2 separate regions of the Sus scrofa genome follow, and region 1 is linked to region 2. The links are chromatin contacts, called in public HiChIP or PLAC-seq maps. All regions are on one chromosome and are shown on one strand. The core of a region is the stretch at or near the end of the contact, and the rest is flanking DNA. Distances in the headings are between cores, read along the strand shown. Region 1 holds the start of RGCC (regulator of cell cycle). Region 2 overlaps VWA8 (von Willebrand factor A domain-containing protein 8).

What was found. HiChIP or PLAC-seq counts read pairs in DNA pulled down with a chosen protein or histone mark.
Region 1: a contact with region 2 is called in an H3K27ac HiChIP or PLAC-seq map of skeletal muscle, with 5 times the contacts expected there. The contact joins the promoter of RGCC here to the enhancer-like site in region 2. A contact is called at or near these places in 1 of 5 promoter capture datasets (liver), 6 of 47 Hi-C or Micro-C datasets (alveolar macrophages, fetal liver, heart right ventricle and 2 more) and 2 of 2 datasets of contacts at active chromatin or transcription factors (alveolar macrophages and skeletal muscle).

What each region holds. Positions count from the first base shown.
Region 1 is chr11:25,494,946-25,498,527 of Sscrofa11.1, reverse strand. It overlaps RGCC (regulator of cell cycle), which reads left to right and starts at 2,105. Exons shown (of 5, transcript NM_001244227.1): 1 at 2,105-2,230; 2 at 2,749-2,934. The coding sequence starts at 2,182.
Region 2 is chr11:25,400,158-25,404,183 of Sscrofa11.1, reverse strand. It overlaps VWA8 (von Willebrand factor A domain-containing protein 8), which reads right to left. Exons shown (of 48, transcript XM_021065625.1): 38 at 3,757-3,865. Among named protein-coding and RNA genes, the nearest start is that of RGCC, 94 kb to the left of the region's middle. Within about 2 kb of position 2,388, at least 11 of the 83 cell types and tissues checked have an H3K27ac peak or open chromatin away from gene starts, as enhancers often do. A contact at or near this core is called in skeletal muscle, where this site is marked.

The DNA.
Region 1 (3,582 bases), core at 856-3,355, 95 kb before region 2:
CTGCTCATCCATCTCCCCAGTGCTTGGGCGAGAGTGTTCCCTTATTATGGATTGCAAATGACACCAACTGTGGGGGAAAAGTGACCCTGGCTCGGATCGGCAGTGTAAGACACACGAACACGAACATGGGGGAATCTCCACAAAGTTCTTGATTTCTGCAGAAGGGTGAAAGCGGTCAAAAACATGCCGCCAAGAAGGAAGAACCCACTATCTATCCCTCATGCCGGCGGTACATCTGTCCCCTTCCCATTGATCAGGTCAGGGCACACACTCTTCTCCTTGGCTAATTTGAAACAAATTGTTCCTGGGAGAAGAGGGGAAAAAAGGGGGGTGGAGGAGGGGATCGCAGACAAAGCAGGAACAACATGGAGTAACCAAGGTTTCCTTTGATAGAAAAGACCTATGTTAATTCTCCAACCAACCTCTCCTGGTGAACTGCATTGTCACTGTCTTAGTAAACTGGCATGGCTGCTAAAAAGTGAGGCTGTTCTGTAGGTTCTTTTGAAGATCAGCTTAACCGATTCTTTAGCTGAGAGGGTTCCTGAGCCATCATGCAAGAGCTGGGCTGGGGCATCCAGCACCCTGCACCCTACCTTGGCCAAGGAGGGAGAGCTGCCTCTGGAGGGCAGCGCCCTGGCCTCAGCTCCCAGATCGGTTGCTGCTTTCTTGGCTCCTGGCATCCCCAGTGGGCACCGCAGCAAGTCAGAGAGCAGGAGGGAGGGAAAGACAGAAAAAAGAGTTTTAATAAGGGAGGTGGGGAAAAGAAGAGAAAAAGACGCCCAGGCCTTGCCTTGTTGCTTCAAGGACCTGGGTTATCTGCTCCCTTATTTGGAGCCTCTTCCTCCTGTCTGCTCTGTTTGCCTTCCGCTGGGCAGAAAGCGAGGTTGTGTTGTCTCTGAAGCCAAACAGATGGGCCTTTCCATTGCTGTGGGACTCGTGTGCTACTTAGCCTCTCTGTGCCTCAGCTTCACTCCTAAACAAGCAGCAGTGCTGCTTCTCCAGGTTACTGCGGACCTGGCAAAAGTGCCTGCCAAGACCTGACCCAGGAAGCCCTTGATACCCTGGCTAAGATGCCTGGCTTCCCTCTAAAGCCAGTTTGTGGGTCAGAGACCCTGGCAGCCAGGTCCAAGAGCATGATGACTGTCGGGCATTTGACGTGTGTCTAGTACACCCGAGGGACCGAATTTTTCAAGGGGTTTATTTTGATTGCTTTGTATGGAAGAAGCCACCTGCGGCAAGCGCAAGGGCTTTCACCATTACGACTGGTGCCCCGCCAGGCGGCTGGGCGGGGTGACTCAGTGTGGGACACAGAGACGCGCCGCGTTCGCGCTGCATCTACGCAGGGATTTCTTTCCCTAACAAACTCTTTCCGCATAAAGTCGGGGCTGGTGTGAACGCCCAGGAGTGGAGTCAGGCTCCGGGCTTCGGGATGGGAGCGGCTAAGGGTTCATAAGGACGTGGCACCACCGACCTCTGTCCCTCTGGCCGCGGGCTCTGTCCACTCCATCTGCCCACAACCCTCGAGTCCCTGGAGACGATGGGGACAGGAGGCGCGGGGGACCGCCCCCTGCGTCCCCACACGGGTCTGGGTCTTCCTCGGCTTTTGGCCACTTTATTCTTCGCCACAAACCCCGGAGGATCAGGATTTCCATTGCACAGACGACGAAACTGAGGCGCGAGGAGCTTAAGGGCACAGGGCGGGAAGCAGCCGAGCACCAGCCTTCAAGTCTTTGGGGCTCTGGTGACACCAAAGCCACTTTCGTAGGTCGCGTTGTCAGGGCACGCGGGGAAAGCGCCGGGTAAATATTTGGGACTGTAACCCGGACTCCGCGTCACTGCGGTTCCCGGGAGGGCGCGTGGCGAGGGCGGTGCCTGGGGGACAGGGGCGTCTCCTGGCGCAGCGGAGGGGACTGACCCGGAGGCCCAGCTCCCGCGGCGCCGCCCCGCCTCGCCCCGCCCCGCCCCCGCCGGCGGCTATAAGACCTGGGGCGGCGGGTGGCGGCGGCCGGGGAAAGAGCGGGAGGGCGGGCGGTGTAGGCAACCGCGCGGCGGGAGTGCGGCCAGTGGAGCGGACGGGCAGAGCAGGAGCGCGGCCAGGAGACGGGGCAGCGGGAGCATCTGCACGATCCCCGCGCCCAGACTTCGCAGGAACCCACAACGCGCGCCGGGCCGAGCCCGCCCATGAAGCCGCCCGCGGCACAGGGCAGCCCCGCGGCCGCCGCGGCCGCAGGTGAGTGGGGGTCGCCTTAAAGGCCGGGCCTTTGAGAGTTGGGGGCTGAAGCAAGGGGATCCCGCGTAGTCCCTTTACACCCTTCCCCCAGCCTCCCCGGGGTGGGTGGGGGGGACTTGCCCCGGGAGGGTTCAGCCGCCTCTCCACGCGGGGCTGGGGATGCCAGCCCGACACGTCACGGGCGCATCCTGACTCAGTCCTCCCACCGCCACCGGGGAGTGAGCGGGGGGGACAAGTACCCGACAGAGTGTGGGAGAGGTGGGCTGTGTCGGTGGGCTCCGTGACCTTTGGCCGGCAACTTTTCCAGCGGAAGCTCAGTTTCTTTAGCTCTAAAATGGGTGGATAGTAGAGAGCGCTTTAGGGGGTGATGGAGAGTCGTAAAGGGTAACAGCCAGCAGCGGGCAGCGACAGCGTGGCTGTCCCCGGGCAAACGCGCAGCGAGTGTTGGTTAGCGATCCTCGGGGAACGGTGGCGGCCCCCCCCACCCCCTTCACCTGAGCCCGCGGTCCCTGCCCCAGCCCCGGCCTTGGACTCGGCTGCCGCCGGGGACCTGACGGACGCGCTGTGTGAGTTTGACGCGGTGCTGGCCGACTTCGCGTCCCCGTTCCACGAGCGCCACTTCCACTACGAGGAGCACCTGGAGCGCATGAAACGGCGGAGCAGCGCCAGTGTCAGCGACAGCAGTGGCTTCAGCGACTCGGAGAGTAAGTGTGGCCCGGGCCAGGGAAGATGTCAGAATCCTGGGGACTCCGCTGTACTCGGCCCACCGAGGAGAGCCTGGCCTCGCGGGCTCGGTTTGCTTAGTTGTAAACCGATTCTCTAGGACGCTAGGAGCCTCCAGGGCGGCGGGTTCAGCGGAGACCAGACCCCCGAGGTTGGTCCCCGAAGGCTCTTGGAGGGCAGGCTGGTTTATCTGTCGCCTGCAGATGTCAGGAAGCAGGAGACTGTAAGGGCTTGCCTGAGACGCAGCCAGGCAGGACTCCTGGGACCGGAGCCAGGGCTCGTCACAGCTCCTTCTCCTCCTCTCCTTTCCCCTCCACCCGCCTCTCAGCAGTGTCTTCAGAGGGCGTGGAGCAAGTGCCACAAGAATGGGGTCAGAGGAGACATGGGAGGGTACCATATGGAAATATTTGTGAAACCAGGAAAAGTTTCATAAGCTCCCGTCCTTGGGATTTTTGAAATGACTTCTTGCACTTTCTTCTGGCCCTGAGCTCCCAGGCTTGTTGCTCCATTGCCCGCAGTTTTGAAAGAATCCTTGGCACTGCGGAGTTCAAGTATTTAGAAAGTGTCCCTCATCCTTCAGGCAGGCCCATCACTGGGACTGCTGGCTCTGACCCCACCCCACCCACCCA
Region 2 (4,026 bases), core at 1,139-3,638:
ATTAAATGCCTAGAAGACTAGGTAGGTAATATTACCTAGTGGTAAGAACTTGGCTACCTAGAGAGAACTTGCGTTGTCTAAACACATTCAAATTCAAATTATTTTAACACACTACGTTGGCAATGACTATAGGAGACAGAGATTGGAGAAGCTGGATGAACTCACTCAGGGGCTAGATTTGGCCTCTGGGTTACTAGTTTCTTACCTCTGCTTAAAATACTAATAACTAGTTTCTTTTTTTTCCTTCCCACATAACTTGGGAACTTAGAAGAGACTCTAGCATTGGAAGGGCAGAATAATATTGTGTGTTATGGTACAGTACAGATGAGTAGAGTATATTAGCATTATATCGTAGAGGATTGTATAAAGTCAGATACCCTGAGTTTGAATCCTGGCTCCAATGCACTAGTCATGTGTCCTCAAGGGAAGTTTCTTAACGCCTCTGTGTCTCAGTCTCTTGATCTGTAAAATGGGGATACTCATATTATTTACTTTGTGGGACTGTCACGAGGCTGGCCCCAGATAAGAGCTATGTAAATGGTTGCTCTGACCATCTTTTTTGTCAGGGGCGCATTTGCAGTATGTGGAAGTTCCCAGACTAGGGGTCGAATCAGAGCTGTAGCTGCCGGCCTAAGCCACAGATCATGGCAACGCCGGATCCTTAACCCACTGAGCAAGGCCAGGGATCGAACCTTGGTCCTCATGGATACTAGTTGGGTTTGTATCCTGCTGAGCCATGATGGGAACTCCTAAAGTGGAAATTTTGAAAGCTTTGTGGCTTTGGTTAAATGCTGCTACATTTTTCTTTTCTCCTTTGAAGCCTTCATCAGTGGAAGAAGTTAAAAGCAAGAACTCAGTGTGCACAGCTTCCCTTATCAAAGTCCAGGTAGGTCATTTCCTTTTGGGAAATACAGTGAGAACAGCCTATCCATTACAGTATTTTTATCCTTTGATTTGAGCACATCTAATTTCGTTTTCATTTAGAGCTTGGTGGTGGAAAATTCCATCTCAGCGTGTGTGATTCCTGGACACGCACCCGACTGGTGTCCATGAGGACGCAGGTTTGTCCCTGGTTCTCACTCAAGGAGAGCCCATAGGCAGAGGGACCGGTCACTGGACAATGATGATGAGATAGAGAGGCTGGAAAAGCTGTTACTGTGACCTGACTTCCTTCCTGCTGGAGGCTCTCCTTAGGTATGGGTGGATCTCAAACTAGAGGTTAAAACTTCCCAGACACTGAGATGATACGGTTTTGTGTGAAAGAGGGAAAGGACCCACGCCTGTTTAGAGGCTGATGTGAGTGATAGTGGACATGAAAAAGCAAGGTCCCTTGGCAAGGTCACACTGGGGTGGAGAGGGCCTAAGAAGAGGGTTCTCCATGGCCTCCACGTCCAAGAGCCTTGAACTGGTACCACTTAAATGAAAATGCTTGCCAGAGATTCTGGACATCAAGGTATAACCTTGAAGCTGAACTTGGGCATCTCGAATCTGTTCATCTGATAACGGGGAGAAAGGCAATAGAGTAGAGGGGTTCTGAGGATGAAAGAGGAACCAAATGACTCATTGGTCCAGAGCTAAGGGGCAGAGAGACAAAAAATTTGAAGCCAAAGAGCCCTGAGCAATAGAAAAATAAAAGCGGGGGTGGTGGTGGTGGTGGGGGGGGTAATTCTCATTGTGGCTCAGTGGTAACGAACCTGACTAGCATCCATGAGGACTCAGGATCGATCCCTGGCCTTGCCCAGTGGGTTAAGGATCCGGCATTGCCATGAGCTGTGGTGTGGGTTGCAGACATGGCTGGGATCCTGCATTGCTGTGGCTGGGGTGTAGGCCGGCAGCTGTAGCTCCCATTCGACCCCTAGCCTGGGACCTTCCGGATGCTGCAGGTGTGGCCCTAAAAAGCAAAAAGCAAAAAGCAAAAAAAAAAAAAAGCAAAAAAAGACATTATAAATAAATAAATAAATAAAGGCTGGGGGACACAAAAGCAGAGTCTTCAGCCTGGACAGATAGGTGAGCTGGTGGATACACGCAGACGAATAAGCAAGAACCTCCGTTCCAGCAGAGCTCACCGGGAATCCTGCATCTGGCCAGCTCGGCCCACAGTGCATTCCACTCGGATTAAATCTTGCTGGCTTGACACTAACTTCCAGATCAAAGGACATTTCTAAAAATACCCTTTCTTTCAAGCCGATGCTGGATGAATAAACAGAGCAGGCAAGAAGCCCACGGGCTTATTTGATAGCACATTGTCCCAGCACAGAAACCCATTTCCTCCTGAGGCTGTGAAGGCCAAGAGGCACAGACCATCCTCAGGGAAGGCGAGGAGGGGGAGCCCAGGCCAGCGCGACTCCCGGCCGAGATAAGATCAGACAGTGTGTGCGCACACCGTCTGGCCCTATTCCTGCGGCCCCGCAGATGTGTCTGGTCCAGCTGTCTCGGAGGAAAGAGGAAGGGAGCAGTCCTGGGAACAATGCTCTCGCCGGGCAGCCAAGAGGAAGGACCGGCCCCCCCGCCATCAGTTCAGACCACAACCACGGGCCACAGCCACAGCCACAGCAACGCTCATCTATCTGAGCTGCATTTGTGACCGACACCGCAGCTTGCGGCAACGCCAGATCCTTAACCCACTGAGCGGTGTCAGGGGTTGAATCTGCATCCTCACGGATACTAGTCAGGTTCCTTCCCGCAGAACCACAGCGGGAACTCTGCAACCATCCCTCTTATCTTAGAGTCCTGTATCCTCAATATACTCACTTGTGAGATATGGGGAGCAAGGACCTCTTTTTTTTTTTTTTTTTTTTGTCTTTTTGTCTTTGTTGTTGTTGTTGTTGTTGTTGTTATCTCTTGGGCCGCTTCCACAGCATATGGAGGTTCCCAGGCTAGGGGTTGAATCGGAGCTGTAGCCACCGGCCTACACCAGAGCCACAGCAACGCGGGATCCGAGCCGCATCTGCAACCTACACCACAGCTCATGGCAACGCCGGATCGTTAACCCACTGAGCAAGGGCAGGGACCGAACCCGCAACCTCATGGTTCCTAGTCGGATTCGTTAACCACTGCGCCACGACGGGAACTCCATGGACCACTTCTTTTCAAAGTCAGTTGGTCAAGAAAGAATTTACTGTGTAGATGTCTGCCACGATCCCCAGGGATTGAAAAGAAGGGATTAACACTTTGAATGAAGACACTCTTCATGCCAGGTCTTGAGCTCAGGCTTCACCCTCATAATCTCATTTCATCCTCACCACAACCTTGTGAGGCAGTTATTATCCCCCTTTTTTGGAGGGTCAGAGCCTTCTTAGGTCAGAGGGGAGCAGAGTCAGCAGGACCCCCAATGTCAGGGTTTTCCCATGTCTTTTTTTTTTTTTTTTCAGGGTTGCACCTGCAGCATATGGAAGTTCCCAGGCTAGGGGTTGAATCGGAGCTACAGCTGCTGGCCTAAGCCACAGCCACTGCAATGCAGGGTCCGAGCTGAGTCTACGACCACCACAGCTCACGGCCACACTGGATGCTTTGACCCACTGAGCAAGGCCAGGGATGGAACCCGTGTCCTCATGGATCCTAGTCTGGTTTGTTACCACTGTGCCCTCCTGTGTCTTGATGTCAGGCTGGGACAGAGGGTACGAGCACGTTCCAACTGATTAACGGGGGAGACAGAGCAAACAAGCTGGTTGCCGAGACTTGTTGGGGTGATGGGCTGTCCACATGGGCATGTGAAGTCTCCGGAAGCCCAACCCAGGAGAATGCCCTGCTACCAACCTGTGCCACCTGCCCAAGTATTGCCACCTATGTGCGGCACGTTGTCTGGATCCACCTTCCCGTGTTTGGGGGAGCTCACGTCCTCACCGCTCTCTCTGTTGATGGTTATCTGAAAATGAAGAAATAAGACATCATTACTCTCCATGACCAAGACCAGGAACCACGGGAGAGAAAGAATTGTTTTCCCCTAAAATCTTAAGGTATTTGGTGACCTCAGGCCTCAGGACACAAAAGATGCTGTTAGTGTCCTGCAAAAATGTCACCGGATTT